3 separate regions of the Mus musculus genome follow, and regions 2 and 3 are each linked to region 1. Evidence: chromatin contacts called from public HiCAR-type and HiChIP or PLAC-seq data. All regions are on one chromosome and are shown on one strand. The core of a region is the stretch at or near the end of the contact, and the rest is flanking DNA. Distances in the headings are between cores, read along the strand shown. Region 1 has its middle 53 kb from the start of Gm30950. Region 2 overlaps Ptch1 (patched 1). Region 3 overlaps Ptch1 (patched 1).

Region 1 (4,774 bases), core at 762-3,261:
GAATACATTGCTGAAAATCGGGGAAAAAAAAGTTACAGGGCTGAGGCTGGGGTTCAGTTGGTGGAGTGACTGGCAAGCATGGGTGAGCATTCTGGTTTTTTGCTTTTGTTTTTTGTTTTTCGAGACATGGTTTCTCTGTGCAGTCTTGGCTGTCCTGGAACTCACTCTGTAGACCAAGCTGGCCTCGAATTCAGAAATCCACCTGTCTCTGCCTCCCAAGTGCTGGGATTACAGGCGTACGCCACCACCGCCCGGCTTAGGTGAGCATTCTGGAAGCCCAAACAAACAAGCACAGCTGGTGGAACATGAACAGTGAAGAGCAGGACATTGGCTTCCTCCACTGACCTCCACAGGAGCATGCACACGGGTTGGCACAGTGACTCTAAGGTGCATTTTAAGTCTAAACAATATTTTCAAAACCAGGAACTTTTAGATGGAAAAAAGAAATCTGTGAACATTTGAAAAATGTGTATGGCTACCCAGGAGACTGTAGAAGCCCCATTTGTCATAAGGCCTGGTGCATATCTTCATTCCTGCTCAGCCCTGGTACCCGCTGTGTAGCACAGACAGGCTTGTGTCCCTGAGCAAAAGGGTGTACTGTGGGAGGTGTCCAGTTGCTACCTTTCTGCAGGGAGGAAAGAAGCAGATTCACACCGTGGCAGATCCCATGAACACGAAAGGCAAGCTCTAAGAGTATCCGAGTTGGAGGGCCTCAGGTGGGAACTTTTGCATTCCAGCCATGGGGTTTGAGATGGGAAAAATAACTGTGCCCTCAGTGAGATAATGTACCAGACCCACCCACCCCCTCTCTGCAGCACTATCCTTAAAAACAGCTCGAGGTCCCCCTTTTTTTTTTCTTCCTACCTTTATCTTTCAGATGTTGGCCAAAACCCTAATCTCTGTTTCCCCTGACACTCTGGGCTTTCTCTCTCTCTCTTTTTTTCTCTGAAACCCTTCCTGTCTTCCACCATGCAGCTGCTTGCTACCTTCATTGCCAACCTAAATCAACAAGGCGTACTTTCCCACCTTTCTCTCCATCCTAACAGCTGCACAGATTAGCAGCTTGCCAGCCCTGTTGTTTTTCTTTCAAACTCTAATAAATGATCCTGGGGCTTCCTTCTTATTCTGTTTTTAACTTATTTTGTTACCAAGACTAAGAACCCCCAGCGGGAACCTTAATTCCCCTGATAACAATGAGACAGGCTAAGGCCTGGGTCATCAGGTGACTTGAGAGTTAAACCTGTGAGCTCCTGTGAGCAGGAGACTTGATTGAGCCCCTGGCTCATCCATACTTAAAAGCACCCAGAAACTGCCTTGACTGCTTAGGCTGGGGGAGGGTCTCTGAAGCTCACAAGCTCACTAGCCATTCACACAATGTTCAAAATGTTTCCAGAGCCACTGCTACCAAATTGCCAGGTAGAGAGGAACAACTTACAACTATGTAAGCTGTGAAGACTGGCAAGATGGAGGCTTCTAAAAAGGCCCCGAAGTCTCTGTCCTCCAAAGATGCTGCCAGGTTACCCTTGTGATTTAAATTTGTTCCCTCACAGCAGTGCTCAAATACTATATTCTATTCAAAGTAGCCCTTGAGACAAAGGTGCCCAGACAATGCAGCTGAAAAGACTTCATCCACGCAAGCAGCTGCGGGATGCTGTTGTTCTCCCAGCAACCCCTTTGTTATTCAAGCACTTTTTGGTGCTCTGTGTCCAGCAGATTCAACTTCGGGACACAGGCTGCTGGCAGTCCCCATGGTGTTTGGGGTTTTTTCTGTTTTGGAAGAGTGTTTATGTGTGACCCTCCTCCCCCACGTGTGAGCTGAGAGCTGAAGCTCTCAATGGGCACATTTGCAACTTCTCAAAGGGAGGAAAGACAACCCCTAAAAGAAACCGGGATGTTTACAGAGAAGTAACCCCTGTGTCATTTTCCCTCGCAGGGAGGTCCTGCCTTGATTGCTAATAGTTGTGTACTTTAGCCATGTGTGGCATAACCCGTGGTTGAGGCCCTGAGCCACAAGGTTCCCTCCACCCTGCAGCTTTCTTTCAACTGCACAGAATACAGTGAGGCTCTGCTGGCTGGGCCCACCCAGGGAGCAGCCCAAACCCTCCTGCAAGGACCTCCCAGTCATCTCCACTCCCCCTGACCATCCCACAGCTGCTCCCCACCAAGGAAGCAGAGCAGGCGCCTACCTTCCTGCCCAGGAAATTTCTCCTGCCTTCTACCCCAGATCAGGGCACAACGACCACAAAAGCCCTTCTCACGTCTTTCTCTAGACCAGCAAGTGGATACAACTCAAAGGCTCTAGGGAAGTTCAGGGAAGGGAGTAGACAGGGAAGCAATCACTAGGGTGTGACCTCTACCTCACCCCTAGACAAACAGTACTGACACCCCAAGGAAATGTGTCCTGGGAACTGAGGGGTATTTGGAGTGACTAACAAAAGTGAAGATCTGTCCCTGGAAGCTAAAGACAGGCAGGAAGGAGGTGCCAGCAGGACCGGCCAGCCATTCTTGCCCCAACGACTATTTTATACAAATCACCCAGATTTAGTTGGAGACTGGAGGAGGGACAGACAAAACAGTAGCAGGAGCCCTTAGCAATGTTGTTGTGGTCCTCCAGTGGAGGCTGAACAAAGTGGCTTATATTCTACAGGGACCAGAAGATGTCAAATCATTCATAAAGTAATAACACGTCAGGGAACTGGAAAGATGGCCCAGGGATTAAGAGCACTTGCTTCTCTTACAAAAGACAAAAGTTTGATTTTCAGCATCCACATGGTGACTCACAATCACCTATAACTCCAGTTCCAGGAGATCTGGAGTCCTCTTCTGGCCTACACAGCCACCGGTACACACTTGTGTATACAAACCCACATAAATAAAAAATAAAATTTTAAATTTTTAAATAATAAAATGCCAGATTGTGATAAGTTGTATAAATAAAAAATCAAACAGAGAGAGGGGAAGAAAGACAAATTAAGAGTACTGAGATACTGAATGTAATGGCTTTCCTAAGGTCCAGCAATAAAGTGGCAATGTTGGCTTGCAACATTCTCCACCTGCCAGCACAGGGTCAGTCTTTGCCAAAGAGACCCGTTGACAGTCTTTGTCACTAGGTCACATTCTAGGACCCCATCTGACTGCACCAGCATGTCTGGGGTGGAGTCTGGCAATGCACATGGTTAACAAGTATCCCAGGGTGAGTCTGGTCATCAAGTTGGGAACGAGAACTGTGATGGCCAGGCATTGTGCAATTAGGAAAACAAGTAAAACAAGCTTCAGCACACAGCTGCTGCCATTTTCCTTGTGACCTCAGATCCTCCGCTCATCCTCCTCTTACCTTCCTCCCCTGCAGCATAGGCATCATGACCCAGCTGCCCTCATTGGATGGCTGTGAAGACTAAGGGTACCAGGTACATAAGCCACTCTATAGGGTGTTATCACCCATGGCATAGGTGGCAAGAGGTGGAGGATGAACCCTCAACAGCAGATCTGTAGTACTCGTGTGTTATCTAGTCAATGAGATTAAACATTGTTACTAGGAATCTCATGTATCCTAGACTGACCTTGAACTTGCTATGTAGCCAAGGATGACCTTGATCATCCGACCCTCCTGCTTCTATCTCCCCGGTGCATGGGCTACCAAACCCAATTTATGCAGTACTGAGAATGGAACCCAGGGTTTGACGTATGCGAAGTAAGCGTTCTACTAATTGAGCCATACCCCCAACCTGGTTATGTTTACATCTTGGAGTCTAAACCCTGTCCCTTCCTCCTCAAGCTAAACCTGGTTCTACTGATACCACCACTGTGTGATGGTCTTACATCACTACAGCCAACGCTGGCTCCAGCCACCATCTCTTCCTGCAACAGCCTCAGACAGTGGCCCTTCCTGACCCTACCAAACCAGCCATTCTCTAACCCATAGCCCTGCTGCTCTTTTATCCATTATGTTTGCCACCTCCTCCAACAGTTTTCCATTACCCAGATATGGTCCAGCATCAATACAATGGCTCTCTAGGGCTCCATCCATCTGGCTGCAGATTCCTTCTCTCCACCCTCCACAAGAACACTGTCCGTAGGGCTCTCCTTGCAATTTACATGTGAATTATTTAGGAAGACTTTGGAGTCCTACAGCAACCTTTTATAGAATCTATCAAACTTGGAATTCATTGTTCCTGTCTGCGTCCATCATGAGACAGCAGATACATCTTACCAGAGCTACGATGTGACTGTCTCCTCAGGAACAGTGGCTATACTGGGAGTCAACCAGTACATGAGAACTGCACAAAGCATCATCTGCTAAAGTGTGGGAAGTACCCTCACCACATTCCCTTTATACCCGCTGTAGCACTTCAGGCAGCCATTATTGGCATTGCACGGTGTGTGACAGTATGGGCAGAGCAAACTGGGCACCTTGTGTGCTAGAGCCTAGTCTGTGGTGAGGTCTCCTGATGCAAGGTGGATGAGCTCAGACAGAAAGGCTGTAGATTCATTATGCATTTAATTGTGTTAAGAAAACTTCTGCTGAAGCCAGTGTTTTGCAACCCTGGCCATCAGGTGCAAAGCTCTATACCCCACAGTTTAAGACCTCTAGGGCTGAAGACGTAGCTCAACATTTGAGTGTGCACTGATCTTGCAGAGAACCTGAGTTTGGTTCCCACCACTCACTTCCTGCAGCTCACAAGCACCTTTAATTCTAGCCCCAAAGGTCCAGTACCCTCTGCTGGTCTCCTGAGTCACCTGAATTCATGCAGAACCCACAGAAAGACACAATTTA
Region 2 (4,611 bases), core at 1,429-3,928, 450 kb before region 1:
GGAAAGGGAGGGAGAGAGCAGGTCTCATTATGTATCTCTGCTTGGCTTGCACCTTGACTTCACTATGTAGATCAGGCTAGCTTGGAACTAACAAATCCACCTGCCTCCCAAGTGCCAGGTTGGCCTCCCCCCACCCTTCTTCCTGACTAATTGTAGCAAGAGAAAGCAAGGGGAAAAGACACAGACCATATCCATTAACCATTTCACGCCACACAGGGAGATAGGTCAGGAGTTCCTCACCAAGACCAGAAAATCCACCCCAAGCAGAAAAAAAAAATCACATTCAAGCTCCCAACTTGGCTGCCCCTGGAGCCAGGGTGAGGGAACACAGCTCTGTCAATCTGATCCATCTGTTTGACTTGTGCAGCTAATACAAGCTGTGGGACCTGCTGCCAGGCCATGTAAAGATCACAGCCAGCACCTATTCACTCTCCCCCTGTTCTCTTCCTCCCTGCCACCCTTCCTTCTGAGTGGAGGGCTGTGTGGAGGAGAGGGAGCACAAGGAAATACCTCACAGGGGAAATTTGGATCAGTTTGAGAACAGGAAGCCACAGGCCGACACAGGGAGGCTCTGTGGGGCTCTGTGAGAACAGATGACAAACCGCAAGCCCTGGGCGGGAAAGAGTGAGCCTTCTGGGCTTGGGGGATGGGCGAGCCCACCAGCTCACCACACACAGCTGGGCTTGGCCGCTGTAATCAAAACCATCATTATAGACCTGACAGTTTGGCTACAGCTGTAAAGAGGTAAGCATGCTGGAAGAGAAGACAGGGCCCTGGTGACCCAGACTTGGAGCTGAGCACTGCCTGGGGGGTGCTCTCCCCAATACCCCCACCAGCCTCACTGCACACCAGACACCTCCCAAGTAGACCCCCCAAGTCCCAGCTGCTCAAGATACCCCCTGCAGCAGACACATCTACTCAGATACATTTTATTCCATTTCAGGACTTGCCTAAGGGCACTTCAGAAACTAAAACAAACTAAATAACAACAACAACAACAAAAACACACGGTCTGTGAATGCTTAGCACAGTGAGGTGTTTGGGAATAGAGAGAGGGGAGAGTTGGAGCAGCCTTTTTAACAAAAGCCTCCCTCCAGCATTGTTATGCAGTGGGCTTTGTTTTTAGGAAGTAGGCTGGGTCACCTACAGGCCCTGGGTAGAGGGACCACCGGGGTGGCAATCTCTCCCACAGCTTTTCACAGGTTTGCACAGAGAGGCAGCACTACTCTACACAGATGTTATTTTAAGACCCAAAGCTCTTCCCCACTCCCACTCTGGAAAAATAAAATAAACAGAGAAAGACAACTGGTCCCCCAACCCCCTACAAGAATCCTGGTCTGTTTTCCAAGCAAGGAGAGAGGAGAGCTTTTATTACTTCAGACTTATGTGGGCCTCTTGGCTCCAGGTAGTCAGCCTTCAGCTGCTTACCTCCTGAGAGAACCAATCATGATTCCCATTTTACAGATGAGAGGACTGAGCCTGGTGACAAGTCACAGCTAAGCTTTGAGCCCAGGCAGCCTAAGGCCAGCCATACTCCACATGTATTACTTAGAGTGGGTTTTCACAGGTACAGTGTGCTGTTAGAAGTAATTGCAAAATACATGGAAAATACCAGAAGCTTAGCAGCATCTGCTGTCAAAGCAGGTAACTGAGAGTATATTTGCAAAGGTATAGTCACAGAGACTTCTGCAATACCTAGGGATCTGTGCATGTGCCCTGCCACCAACTTAGAATGAATTTCCTACAATGCTAGCCCTAATGTGCTCTCCAGCTATGGTCACCAACAGTAAAGTTCTTTCAGGGCCCCTTTAGTATTTTCTGACTGACCACTGAAAATCTGAACTTCCACAGGCTGTACACCAAACACTTGCCCCTTGGCTGACATTTACATTCCAACAGTTTACTGCAAACCCTTACATTTCAGCTGCAGTTCTTTAACTAGAAACACTTTACACGGAAAATTATTTTGAGTCTAGGCTAAAGGAAATTACCCAAGTATATAAGCTCCTAGAAATGAAATGATAATGTATTTTGTTCATGTAAGTCAGTGTGAATAAAAAATGAACACCCCCTGTACATGAAGCAATTAGATTTCATCTCCAACTTTACCACAGATGTCCTGAGAGATCGAGATATTATTTCTCAAAGGGAGAGTGCTTTCCTGGGTTCTAACCCAGGGCTGACTTTCAAAATGGCCTGTATTAGCCATTAAGTATGTTTTAGGACTGAGAAAAAAACAAAGTAACTATTGGAGTGTTGACAGACACCAGTGAGCTGGCAAAGTTTAACGGACTTCAAAAGCATAAACAAGAATTTGGAAGAAATGTTCAAAGACCCAAGTAACCAACCACTCAGGAGGTCTAAATAATGCCTCTGCAAGCTAGAGCCCTGGTGTCTGTGACCAGTGCTCTGTAGGATCCAGAAGGCATTACAGCCCCAGGGCTGCATGGTATCCTGCCATCTTAGCACGCATGGGCACAAATGTCTGGGGCTGGGTGTTGTTTGCTTAGCAGCCACAATGTGGTTCAAATATACCGATATCTATACATCTGAATGATTTGGGTCTTCCGTGTGCTTGCCCTTCTCAACCTTGGCCTACCTCACCAAAGGGAAGACACTGGAGAGAGCATTCTACAACACCCTCCTCCACTCAGCACAGCAGACTTCTTTGTCATTGGTGGCAAGTTATTTGCATGTCTTTGGTGAAAGTTGGGATGGGGAGGGGACTGTGGAAAAGCAGAGACTCTCTCAACAGTTTGGCTCTTTGTTAATTCACTACTTAAAAAACAATGCCTTGTGAAACAGAGTAAGAAACTAAAAAGTCAAGGGAATTCAAGTTACTCTCCAGGGTAAAGTTATGCTTTCTCCACCATCTCCCAAAGTCGGACATGGCGCACAGGTATGGGCAAATTCTAGTCACTGCTCAACACCAATTCCTGTCAAATCAAGTTGTTTATCGCCTAATGCAAACTCAAAGGGAAAGTGGCTGTCTTAAGACAAAAAGAGGGGCACTTAAATATGTGTTTAAACAAGCCTAATTAAGTGGGAAATTAAGACAGCCACTGGGATAATCTAAGCCAACAAATACTGGAGTCAGAATTATTTGGGTACTCCAGTAAGAGTAATTTTGCTTGAATTGTGTGGATAATCGTCCTGATTGTCTACTGTTATTTGCGCATGTCAACATGAACAGATGTTTTGGGAACCACTGAACGCCATTCGTATTCAGTCAGCGTGTAGTTACAAGCAAATTCGGACCATCTTATAGCGTTCCCCTGCCAACTAATATTTCCTAGAGATGTGTCTAGGATGGTGCTTGTCACCAAACCGGAGGAGTTTGATCTGCAGGACCAACATGGTGGAAAGAGGACAGTTAGTTGTCTTTGGGTCCATCTCAATATGGATACTATGGTGCACACACACCCTCACACACAAATGGACAGATAAAATGGAGAAGGGGGAGGGGGTAGGATTTGCCTTTTTGTGAAATACGAGGATGTAGCAAAGTATTTTTAAGTTCATCGCCAGATGGAAGGATGGCCTGTCCATATAAGGCTCTTTGGAAGTCAATGATGTCTATGGTCAGTTGGAAGGGTAAAGCACACAGACCACTTTAGTGTTGGATGTTGACACACGGGGAGGTGGCTTGGGGAGAGCAAACCTTCTCTATACCTTCCACTCAAATTTGCTCTGGGCCCAAAGTATATGGGTGAACTTTGAAAAGACAGTCAAAATACACAACAGCTGACCCAAAATCCACGGCTACAGTAGGCTGTAATTTAGCAGACAGCTCAGAGATCCCACCAAATACTCTAATTTTCACTTGGCCACCAAACCAGCTGCCATCCAGAAGAAAAGAGCAACAGAAGCATCCAGGCTCCCTGGTTCGAACTGCCTTTCCCTACTGTATGTTCCTAAATGAGTTAACAGGCTCTTGCTCAGATAGTTACAAAAAGCCAGAGCTGGGAGGTTGCCAGAGAAGTGGGCTTCATATAAAACAAGACTGGAGAGGCTCTCAGTGCTTCCTGCTCTTGCAGAGAATCTGGGTTTGGTTCTCAGTACCCACAACTCCAGTTCCAAGGAATCCAATATTTTTTCTGAACTCAGGCATCAGGCACATAAGTGATACAGATACAATACATATATGCAGGCAAAACACACACACACACTCTACATCTTAAAAAACTGGCTCGATGTGGTAGTGCTCACCTTTAATCCCAGCACTCAAGAGGCAGAGGCAGAGGCAGAGGCAGAGGCAGAGGCAGAGGCAGAGGCAGAGGCAGAGGCAGAGGCAGAGGCAGAGGCAGAGGCAGAGGCAGAGGCAGAGGCAGGAGGATCTCTGAGAGTCCAAGGCCAACCTGGTCTACAGAGTTGAGTTCCAGGACAGCCAGGGCTACACAGAGAAATCCTGTCTCAAAGAGAAACAAAGAGAGACAGAGACAGAGACAGAGACAGACAGACAGACAGACAGAGAGAGAGAGAGAGAGAGAGAGAGAGAGAGAGCAATAAGAAACTCATGCTGTTCCATTATGACAGAACACCTTCGCAGGGTGCTCAGAAAGGGAATCATGAGTAAGACCCAAGAATGACAGAAATGTGCAAGGCAATGGC
Region 3 (4,986 bases), core at 1,395-3,894, 470 kb before region 1:
ACAATGAACTGCCTTCCCATAATTCCAAGCAGTTCTCTTCAAGCAGTTCTGGAAAGAGGTGGGGGCGGGGCTTTCCAATCTTTGGCCTCTTTGCTTCAGATTTTAATTACCCTTTAAAAGAGAACAAAAAAGGAGGTCACATTATGGTCACTACCACACTGAACTGTGAGCCTTACACAGCACAGCTCTTTACTCCCAGTGGGCAGCTGAGAGCCCTGAAACTCTGACTGGGGTGCTAAACTCATTTCATCATTTTTTTCCCCACCCTGTAAAGTCATCTGCATGGTTGTTAGAACTCTGCTGTAAGTGCCCAGCAAACAGGTACAAGGTTAAACTATTAAACTGGCATTCTAAGGGATTAATAGCAGGGTGGGGGGGGGGGGAGATCCAGTTTAGAACGGTATTGTTACTCTAAGGATGAGTTTGGCCTCGTCAGCTTTGCCTTGGGAATAAAAGGTCCCCCAGGGTCTAGTTTGGGCCACCGCTCAGATGGCCCTTGGAAGCACCACGGGGATACCTCTGGCACACACCTCAGTTGGAGCTGCTCCCCCACGGCCTCTCCTCACATTCCACGTCCTGTAGCTCTATGACCTCCACCTTTGAGTCCCTCCTCTCACACCTGACATGAAAAGGCACATGAGGATCCTCAAATACCCCGTGATCAGTCTCAGGGTAGCTCTCATAGCCTGGACAGGGCCCCCCTCGGGGGTTGCGCCCAGGTCCAGGCGGGGGATGCACAGCAACAGTCACCGAAGCAGAAGCCGTCACAGTGGTGATGGGCTGGCAGTAGCTGGGCACAGAGCTGCCCATGGCGGTGGACGTTGGGTTCCGAGGGTTGTGAGAACGGGCCCCACGGGGCCCTGAGCGGTCCCTATTGCTAGGGCCAGAATGCCCTTCAGTAGAAATTTCAAAAGCGTCTCTGCGCGGTCTGTAGGGGGGTGGCCGCAAGCCTTCTCTAGGGGGATCCCTTCGAGGCTGCTGGCCTTGCCGTCCAGGGGACAAGGAGCCAGAGTCCAGGTGGGGCTGTTGCCGAGGGGTCAAGGGAGGCTGATGTCTGGAGTCCGGATGGACCACCTGCAGAGGAGAGACATAGGTCAACACAGGGAGGTAGGATGGTGGTGATGTTCCACCCACAAAAGAAAACCTATTCCTTTAGAAACCTCCAGGATGTGAATCCTGCCTGCACCTGCACAGCTGGCTGGAGGCATATAGCCACTGCCCATAGATCTCAACTTACCCTCACAACCAACTGCCCCCAGGCCTAAGTTCTCTGCCTCAAAACTGCCAAGGCCTGGATAGCCAAGAGCCTGGGTGTCTTGGAAATATGCAACCATAAATAGTAGCTTTTAGAAGTATAAGGCTCCTGTTTCTGGGTCATATTAGTGTTGTTTTCACCTGTCCCCAGCCCTAAGCCAGGTGTGGCCAGAAGCAAATGTACTGTAAGAGCAGAGCAAAAACTTCCACACAGATAGTTCTGTTAGGCAATACATCTCTGCCTGACTATTAGGAATCTGGTTTCTGGGTCCTCTGTACAAAGCTCGGAGCAACACAGTGGCCACATCAATCAAAAGGACCGTGACCAACTTCAAAGTCGGTGAGCTTGTACCTATTTTTAGGCTCCTGCTGAACAGAACCAGATTCACACTACAGCTCAGCAGGGCATCGTCACGGGTGTGTGTGTGTGTGTGTGTGTGTGTGTGTGTGTGTGTTGGGGGGGGGGGGTGGACAGAGGACGGGGACACAATTCACTGGCCAGCCCTTCTCTCCTTCAAGGAAGGCTGCTCTAGCCTGGGACTGGAATACACATTTCCTGTAAACATGGTGGGGGCCTCAGGCAAGCCAGAGTTTTGGAGCCTTCCTTAACTCTTCAAGGTGGAGCATCTTGACTTGGAGGGTGGGGGTGCGGGTAAGGAAGGAACCTGTGGACTCCTCACTACCTTCTGGAATTAAGTACTCAGGATGCGTCTGCATACTTTCAATAGATCTCCAGCCATCTACAACAATAAGACCCTGAAGCCACAAAGCTACGGGAAAGCCTTAGATAGTAATTAAATAACTTTGTGCCAAGGCCACTTAAAGGTACCAGAGACGAGAGGAAAAGAATAAATGCTTCTTGTGGTGGAATACTACGCTGTTTGTTACATCATCTCCTCACATGTCCTTCTGAAAGGACAGATAGGGCAAAAGGAGATAAAGGCCCTAAAAAGCTGAGTCCATTCTGAATAAGGGTAGGGCTGGGGATGAGCCCCTGGGCTTTGGGAATTCCAGGCAAGCGCTTCACCACTAAACTATGCCTCCTTGTAACAATGCTGGCACTGCCCCGGTTCAGTCCACAAGATTAAAAGGAAACACATCCTACAGTCTACAAAGAATGGCGCGCTGGTGGTTTCCTGTGATTTGACCCCGGCGTGTACACTTTTTTCTTGCACCCCATCTGTCTACTAGATCTGCTGCTCAGAGTACACAAGAGCCTGCTCCGAACCTCCTGGCCCACTGCCACAGGACAAATGAATCTTCCCCACCGCCCCCCCCCCCTTGCCAACCCCCCAGGTGACTCACAGTGGACCGGGCAAAGACAGGGTTTTCTGTGGCTTCCACAATCACTTGGTGGGCAGGGCCTCCGGCACCCTGCTGTGCTTCGTATTGCCTGAGCTCCTCACTGATGCCAGACACCGTGGTCTGAGAGCTGTACTCCGAGTCGGAGGAATCAGACCCATTGTTCGTGTGACCAGGAGGCACGGCAAACCGGACGACACTTGGAGGCGGCTCAGGCGAAGGAGTGGGCAGTCGGTTTAGGCCATTGGCTGGAGACACCTGTTGAAGGAGGTTTCCAATTAAAAATGTTACGTTTGTTGACCCGCAGGTCACTTTCAAAGTTCAAAGCCCAGGATTATTGGCCTCTGTGACCTCGTAGGGGAACCCCATACATTAAACTGTATTTACTTCCCGTCTCCCTGCTATCTGGAAGACACTCACGATTCTGGCACAAAAACATTGTCCCAACTTCTAATACCAGAGAAGCCAGACATCGGCTACCTATCTTGTCTGTCCTGTTAAGCCCAAACAGTTATCTGAGGTCGAAAACCTTCCTAAGCTGCCCATCCATTGGTGTAAAACAGTCAAAGGGAAAAATGAAACAGCCATTGTTAATGGATGTTGACCGAAAAGCCCAGACCATCTGCTAATATGGCAACACCTGAATATCTCAATCCGGGGTGGCATTGGGGGGCAATCACTGACCTCAGGACACGGTCCAAAGAAGGATAAGAGGACAGGCAGCAGAACCAGTCCATTGAGAACCCCCAAGACGGTGAGAATGGCCAGGACGGCAAAGAAGTATCTGGAAGACAAAAGGGATATGGGACATGTCAGCGAGGAAGGAGAGCATTCCACGCCCCCGGGCGCCCAAAGGTTACTCTGCACTAAGAGCTCAGCTCAACAAACCTGCTGGGCTGAGAAGTCAACCACAAAACACTAGTTCAAACTTAGCATAGATTAGTTTGGGATTTTGCTCTTTTTTTTTTTTTATTTATCCTTGCGGCTCTGAGGACTAGATTCCTCCACACCCTGCAGCGTTACTTCATGAAGGGAAGGGGAAAAAATTGTTAATTTGATGAAATCTCCTGCCTGTGATGTTATTTATGAACGTGTTACACCAACACAGGAATATGGAATGTGAGCTGAATGGCTGAGCACCCTGAAAGTACAGATACAATGCTGGGCGAGGGGCCCCTCTCGAGAACCCAGCAGAAGCAAACAAATGAAGTACAGGGCGTAGAATTTAAACAATTTGGCGCAGGAGGAAAAGCAGCCCACTTCTGCAGGCAGCTAATCCACTGTGAAATGCCCCTGCCTCTTACAGCAGAATCTCTAATTAAGTCTCTAGTGCATCAGGTAAGGCTTTCCCTGGGCTTTCATTAAGCACAACTTTCTGCCTAGAATTTCTCTGGGTTCCAGTTTTACCAAACAGCTCCAATTGCAACCTTTTTAGAACACAGGAACCAGCTTTCTGCAAAGAAAACGCTGCCCATTCTGTGAGAGCCGGGGCATTGTGCAGGGCGAGGGCACTCCACAATGGCAGGGCTGCTCTGCAGGCCAATCTTTTGTTGAACAATTTAGCATCTTTGAATACTCTTGTTTTGCGTCAGCCAATTCAAACATAAAGGCTGAAGCACCATGGTAGAAGAGGGAGAGTGAACAGTGAGTTCTGCGTTCCCACCATTGAGGGCTAAAGGTCTGGGATCCTTCAAGAATACCAAGGTAAACCTGTCAGCCAGGGCCCGCCTCTGGTCAGCACTCTGCACAGCTGGAGGGCGCACACTCCACGCAAGGATGCTTTTCTGGAACTAATGATTTCTAGGGCTTTGATGGAAAGGTGGGGGCTGGGGGCTGGGGTTAGGATGTCCTGGAAAGAGAGAGGGACGGCTAGATATCTATCTGTTAATGGTCCCCTGGATCATAAAACTGAACAGCTCCCCTACAATGCCATGTCTACGCATGTTTTGACATTAGATGAAAGGAGAGAGAATCCCTATAAAAATACAAATACCTTACAGCTATTGTAAACACTAAAACCTGCTGAGTTGCATTAGTAAAAACCCAAGCTGCCAATGTCTTGCTCTAACATAAACTGTGGAACTTTTGGTGGAGGCATATATCAACGGCAGGCATTAAGACATTTGCATCCCATCCATCTAGCTGCAACATAAACAGACCAATTAGATTTCTGACGGCTTCATGTATACAGAGTCTGCTCATTTATTCAACTCCAGTGAGGACTTTATCCATCCTATTTTAGAAAATGGGAAGCCCTTCTAAGTGCCTGAAACAGAAACCATGATCTCTCTGGGAGGGAATGAGCAGGCCCAGCGAGGACAGGATGAGCGGTTAGGTTGTGTTCCTTAGTATCCTATGTAAACCCGTGCTCCAGCTCCTCAGCTGACTTGACCTGCAAGGTCTCCGCACACCCAACTTTCTCTCGGCTTT

What was found. HiCAR-type assays count read pairs that join an accessible place to other places. HiChIP or PLAC-seq counts read pairs in DNA pulled down with a chosen protein or histone mark.
Region 2: a HiCAR-type map of embryonic stem cells shows a contact between it and region 1, with 2.7 times the contacts expected there. The contact joins two enhancer-like sites. A contact is called at or near these places in 4 of 115 datasets of contacts at active chromatin or transcription factors (all in embryonic stem cells).
Region 3: a contact with region 1 is called in an H3K27ac HiChIP or PLAC-seq map of embryonic stem cells, with 2.6 times the contacts expected there. The contact joins two enhancer-like sites. A contact is called at or near these places in 1 of 484 Hi-C or Micro-C datasets (cerebellum) and 2 of 115 datasets of contacts at active chromatin or transcription factors (both in embryonic stem cells).

Annotation. Positions count from the first base shown.
Region 1 is chr13:63,978,515-63,983,288 of GRCm38.p6, forward strand. No RefSeq gene overlaps it. Among named protein-coding and RNA genes, the nearest start is that of Gm30950, 53 kb to the left of the region's middle. Within about 2 kb of position 2,012, at least 65 of the 459 cell types and tissues checked have an H3K27ac peak or open chromatin away from gene starts, as enhancers often do. A contact at or near this core is called in embryonic stem cells, where this site is marked.
Region 2 is chr13:63,527,908-63,532,518 of GRCm38.p6, forward strand. The region is part of intron 15 of Ptch1 (patched 1); the gene reads right to left. Among named protein-coding and RNA genes, the nearest start is that of Ptch1, 36 kb to the right of the region's middle. Within about 2 kb of position 2,679, at least 27 of the 459 cell types and tissues checked have an H3K27ac peak or open chromatin away from gene starts, as enhancers often do. A contact at or near this core is called in embryonic stem cells, where this site is marked.
Region 3 is chr13:63,511,002-63,515,987 of GRCm38.p6, forward strand. Ptch1 (patched 1) reads right to left here. Exons shown (of 24, transcript NM_008957.3): 21 at 3,241-3,340; 22 at 2,560-2,814; 23 at 531-1,074; 24 at 1-111. The coding sequence ends at 532. Among named protein-coding and RNA genes, the nearest start is that of Ptch1, 52 kb to the right of the region's middle. Within about 2 kb of position 2,645, at least 15 of the 459 cell types and tissues checked have an H3K27ac peak or open chromatin away from gene starts, as enhancers often do. A contact at or near this core is called in embryonic stem cells, where this site is marked.